Linked DNA regions of Rattus norvegicus: region 2 is linked to region 1. Evidence: chromatin contacts called from public Hi-C data. All regions are on one chromosome and are shown on one strand. The core of a region is the stretch at or near the end of the contact, and the rest is flanking DNA. Distances in the headings are between cores, read along the strand shown. Region 1 holds the start of Maf (MAF bZIP transcription factor). Region 2 has its middle 190 kb from the start of Maf.

What was found. Hi-C and Micro-C count contacts between places; a contact is called where the count stands out from the background.
Region 2: a Hi-C map of the A7r5 cell line shows a contact between it and region 1, with 4 times the contacts expected there. The contact joins the enhancer-like site here to the promoter of Maf in region 1. A contact is called at or near these places in 3 of 12 Hi-C or Micro-C datasets (the A7r5 cell line, Schwann cells and hepatocytes).

The regions. Positions count from the first base shown.
Region 1 is chr19:60,618,784-60,623,579 of GRCr8, reverse strand. It overlaps Maf (MAF bZIP transcription factor), which reads left to right and starts at 2,224. Exons shown (of 1, transcript NM_019318.2): 1 at 2,224-4,168. The coding sequence starts at 2,401. The coding sequence ends at 3,510.
Region 2 is chr19:60,810,917-60,815,712 of GRCr8, reverse strand. No RefSeq gene overlaps it. Among named protein-coding and RNA genes, the nearest start is that of Maf, 190 kb to the right of the region's middle. Within about 2 kb of position 2,167, at least 3 of the 93 cell types and tissues checked have an H3K27ac peak or open chromatin away from gene starts, as enhancers often do. A contact at or near this core is called in the A7r5 cell line, where this site is marked.

The sequences.
Region 1 (4,796 bases), core at 975-3,474:
GCTTTCCCCCATTCAGTCTCCGCTCTTCTGACTTGCCTATCGCTTTAAAATCTTAGAAAAAGAGTTGTTAATTTCTTTTCGTTTTTGTTTTTTTTATATGCCCCCCCAAATATTTTTGCATAGCTTTGGAAAAATCAATCTAGATAACTGAACCGGTTATTAGCATTTGCAACGGGAAGGGGGCAATCCTACCCCGCCCCCACTCTGGGTTTCCGGACTTGTCCCAAGGGGGAAAATATGGGTTTAAAATTTAACCCTTGGAAAGGAGCTGGGAGGGCTCTGGGGTATTGCCCCCTCCCTTCACCACCAAGTTCTAAATGCCAAATGATTAAGCGAGGTGGGAGTGCAAAGGGCGCTCCGGACCCTGATAAACAGGGTTCAAATTTCATATGAGGATGGTATGGTCTGGGTGTATGTTGGGGGCATCTCAAGCGGGATTCCGGTTTCACAAGTGGAAAGTGTGGTGGATTGGAAAGGGGAAAGAAGAGAGACACGGAGGGCAGAGAGAGAGAAGGAAGGAGAGAGGAGAAAATGATTTGAATATGATTCTCAGAAGCCAGACTCCAGGCTAGAGTCCTGAGCCTGAAGGCTGAGCCTGAGATAACCAGGCTCAGGCTTAAAGCATCCCAGAATCAACTTGCTGGCACCGTCGCTCTGTCTGTCCCTCCAATGATAGAGGATGCTAGGGGGCAGCTAGTTCCTACACACTTTAGGCCCCCTGGTTTTTTAAGAGTTATACAGGCTTTCTTCCCCGCGCGAAATCCAAAAAAATAACACTGCAGGCGCACCGCTCAGTGAGCCCCGCGCGCATTCTGGGTCCCCGCACCCTTGGCGCCCCCATCTGATCACCTCACTTGCGGAGGGACAAAGAGTTGAGTCAAGTTGGCCCCCGGAGCGTCCGATTCAGGGAAGAAAGGCACTCGGCTCACCCCTCAACGGCCACGAAGGATGCAGAGGGTGAATCAAAGATCGAAAACTGCAAGACGAATGAATACACCTTGTTAGGGTGCGGGACCAGCAGGGGACCAGGGAGTTCTTGGCGGATCGCTCGCTGCAGCGTGAGAGCAGAGGTTCAGTCGGGCAGGCCTCTCTCAAACTCTGAAGAAAGCAAACCTTCCTCCCGGGTCCTACCATCGGATTCCAGCCGCCCTTTTAGTAAACTCTGTCCCTTGGTGCATTAAACTTCGCACGGGGCGGTGGTGGGGGATGTTGCTCCCTGGCTGCGCCCCAGCAGCGGCGCCGCAAGGGTTAAGCCAGCCTGTCCCAGCTGACAGTCAGCTGATTGGGCTGTGATTGACAGCTCCGAAAAGTTTCCTTGTTTCTATACTATTATGCTAATCGCTGCCGCTTTCGCCGCCTCCCATTGGCGGAGAGTGCCAGTCAATTTCCCATTTGAACCTGACGTCACGGGTGCTATAAAACTCAGCAATTGCTTTAAACTCTTCTCGCTGGATCAGAGGCTTTAAAATCTTTTTTCATCTCGGAGCTGTAGCTCGAGCTGCTTGTCCGCTCGGCCTCTCCCCCCACCCTTTTGCTCTCGGCCTTGCCTTGGTCCAGGACTTTGCCATTTTGCTTTAAAGCAAAAAAAGAAAGAAAGAAAGAAAAGAAAAGAAAAACCAAAACCAAAAGAAAAAAAAAAGGGCAAGAAAGAACTAAACTCCCCCCTCCCTTGCCTCCAGCCGGCCTGCACCTCGGTCTTGCACTTTGCACGGAGGGAGAGGGTGAGGAGAGAAAGAGAGAGCGCGCGCGCACGCGAGGGATCCGGAGAGAGAAAAGAAAATAATAATAGTAACCATAAGAGCCAGGCAGAAGAGGAGAGAAGCGTGAAGTGTTAACCACCCCGGTGTGGAGGCCCGCGCCTCCGGGACAGCCACCCGCCGCGCCACACAACCCCGGAGCAGCCGCCGCGCGCGCCCCGCCTGCAGCCCCGACCGGCTTAGGCGAGCCCTCCTTATGCAAAGCGCGCAGCGGAGCGGCGAGCCGGGGACGCCGCGCACCGGGCCGGGCTCCTCCGGCATCCTCTCTGCCGCTGTCATCACCACCGCCACCGCCAGCCGCGGAGGACCTTCCCGAGCCTGAAGCGCCCGGGATCGGAGCTCAGAGAGGCGAGCAGGCGAGGAGGGGGCCCGGGGCGAGCGGGAGAGAGAGAGAGAGAGCAAGAGAGAAAGAGAGAGAGCACATTGGCGTGAGCAGGGGGGAGGGAGGGCGGGCGCGGGGGGCTGCGGGCAGGGCGGGGGGTGTGTGCACGCTCGAGCTTTCGGGCCACAGCCACCGCCGCGCGAGCTAGAAGCGCCCTAGCCCGGCAAGCTGGCTCACCCGCTGGCCACCCAGCACAGCCCGCTGGCCCCTCTCCTGCAGCCCATCTGGCGGAGCGGCGGCGGCGGTGGCGGAGGCAGGAGGATGGCTTCAGAACTGGCAATGAACAATTCCGACCTGCCCACCAGTCCCCTGGCCATGGAATATGTTAATGACTTCGATCTGATGAAGTTTGAAGTGAAAAAGGAACCGGTGGAGACCGACCGCATCATCAGCCAGTGCGGCCGTCTCATCGCCGGGGGCTCGCTGTCCTCCACCCCCATGAGCACGCCCTGCAGCTCGGTGCCCCCGTCCCCCAGCTTCTCGGCGCCCAGCCCGGGCTCGGGCAGCGAACAGAAGGCGCACCTGGAAGACTACTACTGGATGACCGGCTACCCGCAGCAGCTCAACCCGGAGGCGCTGGGCTTCAGCCCGGAGGACGCAGTCGAGGCGCTCATCAGCAATAGCCACCAGCTCCAGGGTGGCTTCGATGGCTATGCGCGGGGAGCGCAGCAGCTGGCCGCGGCAGCGGGGGCCGGCGCCGGCGCCTCCCTGGGCGGCAGCGGCGAGGAGATGGGCCCCGCCGCCGCCGTGGTGTCCGCCGTGATCGCCGCGGCCGCCGCGCAGAGCGGCGGGGCACCTCACTACCATCACCACCACCACCACGCCACGGGGCACCACCACCACCCGACGGCCGGCGCCCCGGGAGCCGCGGGTAGCGCGTCCGCCTCTGCGAGCGGCGCGGGTGGCGCGGGCGGCGGTGGCCCGGCCAGCGCCGGGGGCGGCGGCGGCGGCGGCGGCGGGGGCACGGCGGGGGCGGGGGGCGCCCTGCACCCGCACCATGCCGCGGGAGGCCTGCACTTCGACGACCGCTTCTCGGACGAGCAGTTGGTGACCATGTCGGTGCGTGAGCTGAACCGGCAGCTGCGCGGGGTCAGCAAGGAGGAGGTGATCCGACTGAAGCAGAAGAGGCGGACCCTGAAAAACCGCGGCTATGCCCAGTCCTGCCGCTTCAAGAGGGTGCAGCAGAGACACGTCCTGGAGTCGGAGAAGAACCAGCTGCTGCAGCAGGTCGACCACCTCAAGCAGGAGATCTCCAGGCTGGTGCGCGAAAGGGACGCCTACAAGGAGAAATACGAGAAGTTGGTGAGCAGCGGGTTCCGAGAAAACGGCTCGAGCAGCGACAACCCTTCCTCTCCCGAATTTTTCATGTGAGTGTGACACGCGATCCCAGCTAGCCACCTTGTTAAATGCTCCGTGGGGGTCCGGCTCCTGAGTGGGCTTGCCAGTTTGCAGGGCCACGCTCGCCACCACCTCGCCCCCTCCCCTGGCGAGTTTGCTCCCCTTGGCCCTGCACGCACACACACACACACACACACACACACACACACACACACACACACACACACACACACATACACACACACACACACACAGCAAGCTTGTGGTGGTGGTGGTGGCTCTTTTGAGTTGGGGAGGGAAAGGGTATCTGGCTCATGGATTGCCAACCTGAATTCCCCTGTAACTTGCTAGCTTGGTTGTTTTGGTCTTTTTTATTATTATTATTACTCTTTTTACACCGCCTACCCCACACATACCCTGGACTTGCACAAGGGTCAAAGATCTGAGCAGGATACTTCATGTAGGACATAACTCACCTTTGAACCCGGCCATCAAGCGCCTGTATATTTTTTTTCTTCTTCTTCTTTAGTTCATGAGCTGGTGTTCATTCTCTGTGTGTGTGTTTTTTTATTTTGTTTGGATTTTCTTTTTTCTTCTTTGTTTTTGTTTATTATTACTAATTTTTTTGGAGCTTGCTGTGTTTCCCAGCCTCTGCCCTCCCTCCCTCTGCACCATGTTCTTGAGATAAAAGAAAAAAGAAAAAAAAAAAAGAGCAGGGTTTTTTCTTCTCCTCCTGAGTTCTTCTGATTGAGCTTGCAAAGGAAAAAAATGTGAAATGCTATAGACCTTGCAGCGAGCTGAGTTCCACCGGGTTTTTTTTTTTTTTTTTAGGCATTGTTATGCTAAAACTGAATGAATTAAAGCCTCTCCTGAACCTGCCACAATCAAGGCTGCATCAACCTTCTGGGTGTGACTTGGGAGCTTTGGCCTTATGATGCCAAATCTGAAAGTTTAGCCTGCCATTAAAAACAAACAAAAACACAAAAACAAACTTCCTCTCATCTCATGCATTACGATGCTTGCTACTTTGTCTTAGCGACAACGAACTATTAACAGTTTCAAAGACATTATGGGAAAGAGACATTATATTAATAAAAAAAAAAGCCTGCATGCTGGACATGTATGGTATAATTATTTTTTTCCTTTTCTGTCCCCTTTTGGCTTGGAAATGGACTTTTGAAGACTTAGCGCATGACATCCATACTTTTGATTTACAGCCTCATGACTTTTTTGAGTTCAGAACAACAGAAAAAGTACTACCCCAGAGCCTTCTTCCCTTGAAAGTTTGCTTCCACTCCTGACTGCTCTGAGTTACTATG
Region 2 (4,796 bases), core at 918-3,417, 190 kb before region 1:
AACATACCATTCACTCATACCATAACCCAGAAACTCTAGTTCAAAGAACATACATCCATGAAGAGTGACCTCATGTGTCCATATTAAAAACTATGGAGTGTTCGCTCATCTTAGTCCAAAACTGGATGTGGTATGTCCATACAGTGAATATTATACAGCAGTTAAAAAGAACAATGTACTGGCACAACAGGCTCGTCCATTTGATTACAAGGACCCCACAAATACTATGTTGAGGGTGGAAAATTTAATGTATATAAAATTCAGACAGGCTAACAAAGTCAGTGACGGTGTAGTTTTAGGTAGTGAGGAAATAAAAAGACAGCTAGGCTGAGAAGGTGCAGAGCTGAGATGCTGGAAGAATGTAGATGTTTTCCCTCTTGCTTTCATGGGCAGGGATGCAGGAAGCCTGAACTTCCTGCTAGGCACTTAAGATTAATGAACTCCATTTACTCCATAACTGGTATATTATTCCTCAATTTCAAAAGTTAATGGGGAGGGCAGGAAAGATGGTTTAGCAGTTAAGAGCACTTAATATTCTTGGAGACGGCCTGGGTTCAGTTTACAGCACCTATATCAGGTGGCTCATAACCTTCTTTAACTCTAGTTGCAGTGATCTAATGTAGTCTGCCATCTATGGGCATCTGCACTCAGGTGAGGCACATAAAGGCACACAGGTAAGCATACATACATGTAATAAATGAATTGATAAATATTTTTAAAATGTTAATGGCAGGCTGGCCATTTGGGTAAAAGTGTTGCCTAGCATGTGTAGAGCCCTGGGTTCAAGCCCAGAACGACAAAATTAATTGGTTTATTAATTAATAGTAAGTAAATATTAAAAATGAATGGCAACAAATACTAGTATTCTCTTACTAAGATTGTTTGACCTCTTTCTTCATTCATTTAATGTTTTAATTACTGCTTTTAAAACATTAATGAATGGCCTGGGTTAGCTCTCCTGAATTTCTATTAAGAAAGTCGACGTCATTGCCCCTCTACCCTGATGGTTGCAGTGTGAAACTGTGCACACACAGTACAATAATGATAAAGCATCAGGGAACTTGGCCTGTGTGGTGGGTTCAGATGCAGGTTTTATGATGTGCTAGCTAGGTGTGCTGGCTGGCTATTGTCCACTTGAAACCAACCTAGATATATCAGGGAAGATGGAATCTTAATTGCGAAAATGCCTTCGTAACTTTGGCTTTGCGAGTAAGCCTGTGTGTGGAATTTTCTTGATTTGTGATTGATAGGGAAGGGCCCAGACCATTGTGGGTGGAGCTAGTCGCAGGCAAGTAGTCTTGGGCGGTATAAGAAGAGGTTAAGTGGGCCATGACAAGCAAGAGAGCGAGAAGCATTCCCCCATGTCCTCTGTTTCAGTTCCTGCATCCAGGTTTCTATCTGAAGTTCCTGCCCTGCCCTCCTCTAGATCACAGGCTACCAACTATAAGAGGAAATAAACCCATTCTTCCCCATGTTGTTTCTGACCATAGTGTTTTATCACAGTAATGGAAATCTAAGACACTAATGTGACCTCTGATACATCATCCTAACCTCTTGGACTATCAGGTCTATGACACAGCATATCAGAGTGATACACTGAAGCTTCATAGGGTTGAGCTGAGAACATGTGGGAAGAGCTAATAGCTCAGGGCTTATCTCACTGGTCGTAGTAATGGTGGAAAGCAAGTGGAAGGTCAAGGCTGTTGGAGAAGAGTTGGAGGCACACTGGTCTGTCCAGACATTATACTTGCCTGGAACTGCAGACATTATACCCAGAGGGACACGAGGGCTGGCATCACCATTTCATGTCATAGAGGAGACCCTGTGGTTGGGTTAGGAGGAGACTAGACTACAAGTCACTTGTCCCTACCCCCAAATCTGGATACCCCGTACTTATGACAGATTATCTTTATTTGGTGGATAAAGATGGATATCCTGTTCCCCCATTTGTATCGCAGCCAAATGGATACAGAGCTCCCTACAATGTCCTCCCCCAGTGGTTGCTACAGGACAGCGGCAGTCCCTGTGGAAGAAAGCAAGCCAGGGGTTAAACCTTGGTGGAGACAAGTCTGGTTAGATCATTTACATTCATCATTTCTTTCCATCACCACACTGGAGCATGTCTGGTTCTTCAAGACGGGAAAAGTAATTCCCTGTGGCGTCTGCAAAGAGAATGTGTGTGACTCATAGGCAGGACCCAGTTCAGGGAATGCATTGTGGCTGAGAGCTGGCTTGCACTGATGCAGCCCAAGATGTCACCAGTCTTACTGGTAGAGTCTTTCACACTCAAAGACAAGAGGTGTACAGCCTGGGTCACAGAAGATAGGATGACCACTTCCTCAGCTAGTGTTGCCATTGGCAACAGTAATAGAAGCCCCCAGACATTCACCGGTCACTGAACAATATGCACCTATGTGGCGTGTCTCACAATGGCCTTATAGCTCTCCTGCCTTCTAGGCACAACTCATACCCATTTTAAAGATAAAGTATTGGAGACTAATAGAATCGTAGTCACGCTTATAAATAACACATTCTGTCATGCCTGGCTAAAGAATCCAGCCTTCCCCCAATAGAAGTTTATAGATTTATTAATGGGTCTAACTTCAATTGGTTACAACTGGCCTCCCCATTAAGAATCTCCTCAGATGGATCTCCTCAGAGACACGTGTTTAAGGTTAAGCGTGTTATCTCAATTCAAATGTCCACTCTCAACTGAAATACTAGATCCATTTGGTAAAACTTCGGAGTTCTTGGTCATTCCTTGCTTTTTTTTCTAAACAACTTGATTACACAAATGCTCAAGAAACGTAGGTCCAGGATGGTTTTGCTTCTCCAAGTGAAATTTCACTCGATTTCTAGAAGCTTCCAAGAGGAAAAGAAGAGATAAAAAAATCTCATGTCGGCCCATGCCAAGGGAAACTTCCACATTTCATTGCACTATGGGGCCCTGCTGGTTTGATATAAAGGCAGCTTTCCTGAAACTTTGATGATGAACCATACTAAATTCAAGTAGCTATGATTGGATGTTGTGCCCAAAGCATCAGATGCATCTAGTGAAATACAGTAGCAGCTTTAGCTGTTACTGTGTAAAAGAGAGAAAGTCATTTCTATCTCCATATATAAGCCAAGAGAGTTCTACATGGTCTAAACCTCAGGTCTCCACATTCTCTCTTTCAATGCGAGTAGAGGTTCCAACATTGCCTGTCTCCAACAGATTTACTTTGATCAAATGGAAGCTCACTTGTCCTGCCCACTCGTTGGGGCAAACAATGATTTAAACACCAGGCAGAGTCAGGCTCTTGACAATAGCTTGGGGTACCACAGGAAAGGGATAAATATACAAGTCACTGGATGATGTGAAAGGATGCTATGTGGGCACATCATTTAATATCTTCTTAATTGCTCTGCCAGAAGCCTTGGTGTTTGGCTGACACCGGAATGCTCTTTACAAAGCCATCTCTCTAGGAGTCAGACATAGGGACAAATCATGTGCTGAGGGTATTGTGGCTGCCTGGATTACCAGGACACCAAGAGACCCTCAAATGGAGCGAACAGCCAGCCAGGGTTGGAGGGATTTACACTACACCTCCCAGATTTTCATCTGCTTAGAATATTTTTAGTTCGACACATTTCTTGTCACTTAGACTGAGCAGGAATTGTCACATACAATTGGAGGCAGGGCAGAGCTTGACTCTGTTCCCTCTTCTCCGGCAGCTAGAGAGCCACACTTCAGGACCCATCTGGGTGATTATGGGAATGAAGAAGTCGTGGCAGATTTCATCACTGAGAATGCCTGCCATGTCTCGTAAGTGCTTTGATGTTTACACAGGTCTGGCTTTGAAAATAATGAACTCCTAAGGACTGTGGAGTGGACCTGCCTCCTGCTTCTTAGCAAGCAAGGCATCGAGGGTCTCCCAGAGCTTTCCCCACATCTACACCCTTCTGTGAGCACAGGATTTTGCTGTCAAATAACTGATATACTGTAAAATCCTAGGTTAGAGAGCCCCCAGTTTAGGTGATTCCTTACCGTGGATGCCACATGACCAGTTGCCTCCTGGTCCTGCTTTTGTGATCAACTGTATCCTCACACTGTGAACCTAATTAAACCTTTCCCTCCTTAAGTCGCATTTGTCTGGTGGTTTGTTACAGCAACGTGTAAGAGAGCTGACACGGGAATTCATGTCCAAACTCCACTTAGGTGAGCAACTGAGGCCTTAACAACATCCCCAGTGGAGTTTGGGTTGTACACTTGGACCCATTCTGAGTTGGGAGGGCTGTGTTTTTCAATCTCCTTTTCTTGACAACCATGTGATCTGAAGAGATTGCTTCTTAACCTCTACTACCTTATCATCTTAAGGAAATAAGGACACTTCAGTTACAATACTCCCTATTCATTTGACTCCCCAGGAGTAGAAATAAGAACATGAATCTAAAGTTCTAGACCTGTTAGGAGAATGTCGTCAATGTTGATGATTTGCCATTCTCATTCTCCTCAGGTTTCCCAAAGTGACCTATACTGATGACCTTTAGACAGGACAGCAAAGAAGCCTGTATCAACATAAAAGGCAGAGAGCATCTAAGATATGGTGTTGATGGTGGCGGCTGAGAAGGCAAAAAGTAGGCCACGGGCTGGGCCATGTGCTAAAGTAGAGAGAAGCGCCCCGGGGCGTCAGAGCCACTGGAAAGAGTAAAGGACGTATTTGGTGCCAAAACAAACTTGTAAAACATGGCCAGGAAATGCCACAGAACTACCCAGGAAATGCTGGGCATACCTTTGAGGAGAAGTACAAAGGACA